2 separate regions of the Rattus norvegicus genome follow, and region 1 is linked to region 2. The links are chromatin contacts, called in public Hi-C maps. All regions are on one chromosome and are shown on one strand. The core of a region is the stretch at or near the end of the contact, and the rest is flanking DNA. Distances in the headings are between cores, read along the strand shown.

Region 1 (2,700 bases), core at 193-2,692, 130 kb before region 2:
GGGTCACAGGGAAGATTGAGAGTCCCTCAAAGATGATATATTTATGAGTCTTATGTAAATACACTGTCACTGTCTTCAGACATACCAGAAAAGGGCATCAGATTCCATTACAGATGCTACCATGTGCTTGCTGGGAATTGAACTCTGGACCTCTGGAAGTGCTCTTAACCACTGAGCCATCTCTCCAGCCCCTGGTTGATATTTCAAATTCAGACTCCGGTTTCTGGTCAGCTGGGATTGAATGATCAGCGGTGATTAACAATAGACCAGCAGCATTGAAGTGAACCTTGACTTTACTGAGATAATGGATTCTGGCTAGCTGGGGCTGAAAAATCAACTGTGCTTAATCAGAGACCAACATCACCATCAGAGTTTCTGGGGAGTATTTCCTGAGGGCTACTACACAGAAGCTGTGGTCTAGAGGGGACAAAGGCTACATCTCAGGCTGGTAACCAAACTTGGTTATGGTAAGAGTCTTCTCCAAGGTACTGGTTTTGGCAGTGTGATAGCAGACCAGTAAGCAGTGCCTCCATGGCCCCTGCTTCAGATCCTGCCTCCAGTGTCCTGCCTTGAGCTCCTGCCCTGACTTCCCTTGGTGTTAGACTGTGACCTGGAGAACTGTCACAGTGAAATTAGCCTTTCATCCCCAGGGTGGGTTTTAGTCTGTGTCTTGTCACAGCAACAGAGAGCCCTCAGTAGAACAGATATAACCTGCAGATGAAAAACTGGTCTGGGAGGTTTGGTTTTGATTTTGGTTTGGTTTGGTTTTTGGCAGCAACAAACACTTTACGGAGATGCCATGACAACCTCCGAATTTACACGTACGGTGGGCCAATCTTCACTCATTAATAACTACCAGGTTTAATGTAATAGGATTCGGATATACTGGTCCCTGCAAAAAGCCTTGGCAGAAAGCTAGTCCTATACAGTTCTTCTCTGATAAAGGCTCTTTTATACTCAGAAGTCAGGGGTTGGCTTTCTCTAGAAGGACCAGCAGGCAAACCAAACACCACAGCCTACCCTAGTGGCAGACAATGGCAGCCCTGCTCACAGAGGCTTCCACTCAAGGCCCAGCTGCAAAGGGAGTGGGCAAGAACAAACTCACCTTCAGAGCTGGATTTCTGAAACCTCTGGAAAGAACCATTTTACATTTCAAATCAAAACATTTCATCACCAGGGAGAGCTGTCTGCCCAAGTGAACACTCCCACGCTTGGTAGACGGACCAGCTTGAAATAGTGTTATTTTATGAATGTGCTAAAAGTAGAAGTATTTATTTCAGTGCCCATATTAATCAGTTGTTCTCTGGTCTTCCCAACCGTAAATAATAAATAGCACATTGCCCAACACATCTTCATTCTGAAATCGTTTGGCTTTTATACAGTGTGGGATCAGATACTTTGTCCCCGTCTGTGTTTGCCCAATCACTGAGGTTGGAAATGTCAAAAGGACAGGTAGGAAAAGCGTGGGCTTAGCTGCTCCCGAGAGTCCAGGACTGGTTGCCTCTCCAAAGATGAACAGATCATGGTCAAAGGCTCTGAGCTCATCAGAGGACTCCTACTCGTTATTTCCTCCCACTCTCTCTCATTTTTATTTTCTAATTGTAGTAAAGTCATGTTAATTTGTCATTTTAATAACGTTCATGTGTACATTACGATGCTACTTGACAAATGCATGGCACTATACACTAACCGTTACCCACATGCATGGGTAACTTTTTGTTTAGTATCCGAGCTAGCTCTGTGTCCACCAAACAACGCCTGCCCTGTTGTCTCTCTCACAGCCTGTAGTGACTTAAGCCCTCTGGAAGTGCCTAGGCTGGGCGCTCCATGTCCAGGGCTCTGGGACCGGCTTATTTTCTCTTAATGTGCTGACCAGTTCGTAGCATGTGTCAGCCCTGGTCCTGTCTGAGGATAAGTTACATTTCTCTGTGTGAACAGACCACATTTTGTTTACCCATTTCATGCATGTGTTAGAAGACATGCGGGTTGTTTCCACCTCTGACTCTTCTGGACACTGGTGTACACACACGTGCTTGTGCCCCTTCTGTTTCTTGGAGGAAGTATGAGTAGAGCAGTTAATTCGCATGGTAATCATTTTATTTGTTTGGCTTTGTTTGAGACAGGATCTCACTTTGTAGCCCAGGCTTGCCTTGATGTAGCCCAGGCTTGCCTTGATGATCCCAACTTTGACTCCTCAGGTGATGGGATTTCCAGCATGTACTACCAATCTCGGCCCAGTTTTTCACTTCCTAATGCACTGGCAAACTTTTCCATGGTGCCCACACCATTCTAGTAACAACATGAAGGATTCCAGTTCTCCAACCCCCTTATTTTCTCCAACAATTGTTAGTTTCCATTATTTTATAATGGCCATCCCAGTGGTGTGGGATAGATTAAATTTGCACACACACACACACACACACACACACACACACACACCCCAAAAGCTAAAAATACCAACCATCTTGTCCTGTGCTTATTGGCCATTCATGTATTTTTCTTGAGAGAAATTTTTTTCAAGTCTTTTGCTGATTTCTGGGTTGATCATTTGGTATTTTGCCGTGGTGCTCTAAGAATGATCTGTATATTTCAGGCATTATCACATATACTGTTTGCATGTTCCTTCAGGGCTTTTGGGGCTTACGCCTGGAGCTTGACTTCCTTCTGAGGAGAGGCAGGCAACAGGCGTCTGCAAGTGAG
Region 2 (2,700 bases), core at 199-2,698:
GCCACTACACATAAAGTAATTATGTCATAACTAAATTTATGTTGATAGCTGCAGAACCAACCTACATACAGAAGATGCTTAATAAATTAATAAAGCCATGTATTCTATGCATAGTTATTTTAAATCAAAATCTGCATTGGATGACTCCCAGTACTAAATTTCAGCTCAGGAAATAAAACTCTTAAGATTTTGAGGCTATGTTTCTAGATAAATGAAAGTATTTGGAAATTCTGCCAAATGCTTTTCAGGTTTCCTTATTACTGAGAAAACTGAAAATCCAGACAGTAGATTTTTGTCATCCGATTATGCTACACAATTTAGGAGTAGCTATTAGAATAGCATAAAATAAAAGTTAGGTGCATACACATCTTTCAACAAAAGCAAATCTTTCAACAACAACAATAACATTGTGTCCTACTTAATACAACACAGATACAATCAGAATCAAACATGAATACTTGAGATACAAAGTAACTCAAACACATTGGTTTAGGATCAAGTTTACTCGATGGTAACAACGTAACAATGTCCTCATAAGATAATAAGGGGGAAAAAATCTCAGAACAGCAGTGTGTACATGGGAGATTTAACAGGTTCCCTTCTCAAGATTTCACAGAAATGTCCGCCCAGGTTTGTTTGTCATGGAGATCCAAAGGAGGATTTTGATTTGGCACCGTAAGTCAGAGGAGAAAACCCCACTTCAAATCATCCAGGCAAACACAACTACTTCCCCTGGCGTGGCATATCCCCTGGCAGTGCACAAACTTACTTGGCAAGAAACCTCCCTGTAAGTGGCTGTGAGAAGTTAGGAGTCTGGGCGTGAGCTGTGGGAGAGTCCGTCAAAGCAGCAACCTGAGCATTTGTTAGAGTCCTCCATACAGCAGTCTAATAATGATGGAGTCTAATAATGATGGATGCGCTCCGGCCAGCGCGGCCGAATCGGGTGTGGGACACCGAATAGAAAAACCTATGCCCAGGCCCGAGAGGGCCTGAATGGGGACCAGCAGGAAAGGACAGAGAGCAAGAGCCGAGACAGGGCCGCTAGGCCGGGGCCGAGGGGATGGCACCCACCTGCGCGACCTCTTCGCCATCCTTCAAGTACCGCATAGGCGCGGGCTGGGCGGGGACGCGGGTCAGCCTCCTCCAGCCTGGGGCGAGTGCGCCCTCTCCGAGACCCACCCGCCGCTTACCCCGCTCCTTCCCTCAGGTGGCCGAGAGAGCGGAACGCAGGCCCCGACAGGTCAGGGCCAGGCGGGACTGAGGGACAGAGGGGCGGACCAAGACCCGCTGCTCCTAGCCGCGGCCCGGCCCGGCCAGGGATGCCCTGGACATGTCAGGAGCCGTGCTCCCGCCCTCCGCCCGCCCCTCCCGCCGCCTCCGCCTCCGCCTTGGAGCTGCCGGCCCTGCGCGGCTCCGTCACGGGCGCCGACCCCCGCCCTCTCCCCGCAGCGAGCAGCTCTGCAGCACTCGCAGCCTCCTGCAGGGTTTTGTCCGCACCGCCGAATCTCGCGCCCAGCCTCCCTCAAGAGCCGCCGTTTGAATCTGCGCACGCGGCCCCGAACCTCATTGGCTGGGGCGGCCGCGCGCAGGGGGGCGGGGGCGGGGCGGCGAGCGCGCGCGCGGCGGAGGGCGGGGTCGGCGGGGCTAGAAGCCAGGACTGGAACTCGCGGGAGTCCGGGAGCGCCGCGGAGCCAGGGGGTGGGGAGGCGAAGGCGCGAGGCCGGTTCACGGGCCGAGGTGACAGGACCCGGAACGCTGTGTGAGCCAGCCGCACGGCAGTGGGGCGCGCGGAGGTTGCTGGGAAGGCGAGTTTCTGCGCTCCGGGGAGTGAGCCGGAAGAAGAGCCGGGCCGACCCAGCCGCTGCCACCTCGGGAGGAGTGTGGAGCGTGCCTCTGGGGCGGGGACAGTCCGGGTTCTGGGCAGGGGAAGACCTCGCGGGTGCTGGTTCGCGCGCCGTGAGCCTCGCCACTTAGGGGCGCGGTCTTCTACTTAACCTTCTAGCCAAGGCCGTTATTTTTTTAAGCATGTGTGAGTTAGTTCTACGCAGAAATGACAAGGAAATTGGCCAAGTCCCTTGTTTTCCCCAAAGATGAATAACAGTGTGACAAGGGTGACGTTGTTATCTAGAGGCTTGCGTGGAACGGGAATGGGTTGGTAGTGCTCAAGAAGCTCAACCTCGTACTCCATCTACAAAGGGGGCGGGATGCTCTGCGTGGCGGAGGAGCCCAGAGTCGGGGAGGTGCGCCTCAATGCTGGGATAACTGGAATCTTGCGTAGGGGAAGGAGCTTCTTACAGTTGCAACTTCTCTTAACAATTGGAATTACACGGTTAAAGAAGCAAGCAAGGAGATTATTAACTACAGTAATGATTAGACACGACGAGGAGCCCAAATTTGCAAGGCACCATGCTCTACTGCATAGAATGCTGAACCACAGATTAATATTATAACAAACTGACATTTTTGCTATTTTGAAACTGTACGCATCGTCTTTTGCAAATCAGAGACAGATACAGGTGCAGATACAAATCAAGATGAGCTTGCAATTCGTTACAATCAGGTAGACACACGCTCTCTTTTTTAAAAGAACTTCCTTTTTCTCAAGATAGATTTTGGGAAGGAAAAGCGCTTCTAAATTATTTTCTGGGTTCCATAGTAACTTCTACAGAGAGACTAATTTAGATATTAATATTTTGAGAC

The links. Hi-C and Micro-C count contacts between places; a contact is called where the count stands out from the background.
Region 1: a Hi-C map of liver shows a contact between it and region 2, with 4 times the contacts expected there. The contact joins the enhancer-like site here to the promoter of Mybl1 in region 2. A contact is called at or near these places in 12 of 12 Hi-C or Micro-C datasets (the A7r5 cell line, the Rat2 cell line, Schwann cells and 7 more) and 1 of 1 datasets of contacts at active chromatin or transcription factors (oligodendrocytes).

What each region holds. Positions count from the first base shown.
Region 1 is chr5:14,491,138-14,493,837 of GRCr8, reverse strand. The region is part of intron 13 of Adhfe1 (alcohol dehydrogenase, iron containing, 1); the gene reads left to right. Among named protein-coding and RNA genes, the nearest start is that of Adhfe1, 23 kb to the left of the region's middle. Within about 2 kb of position 1,442, at least 11 of the 93 cell types and tissues checked have an H3K27ac peak or open chromatin away from gene starts, as enhancers often do. A contact at or near this core is called in liver, where this site is marked.
Region 2 is chr5:14,364,516-14,367,215 of GRCr8, reverse strand. Mybl1 (MYB proto-oncogene like 1) reads right to left here and starts at 1,448. Exons shown (of 16, transcript NM_001106632.1): 1 at 1,072-1,448. The coding sequence starts at 1,091.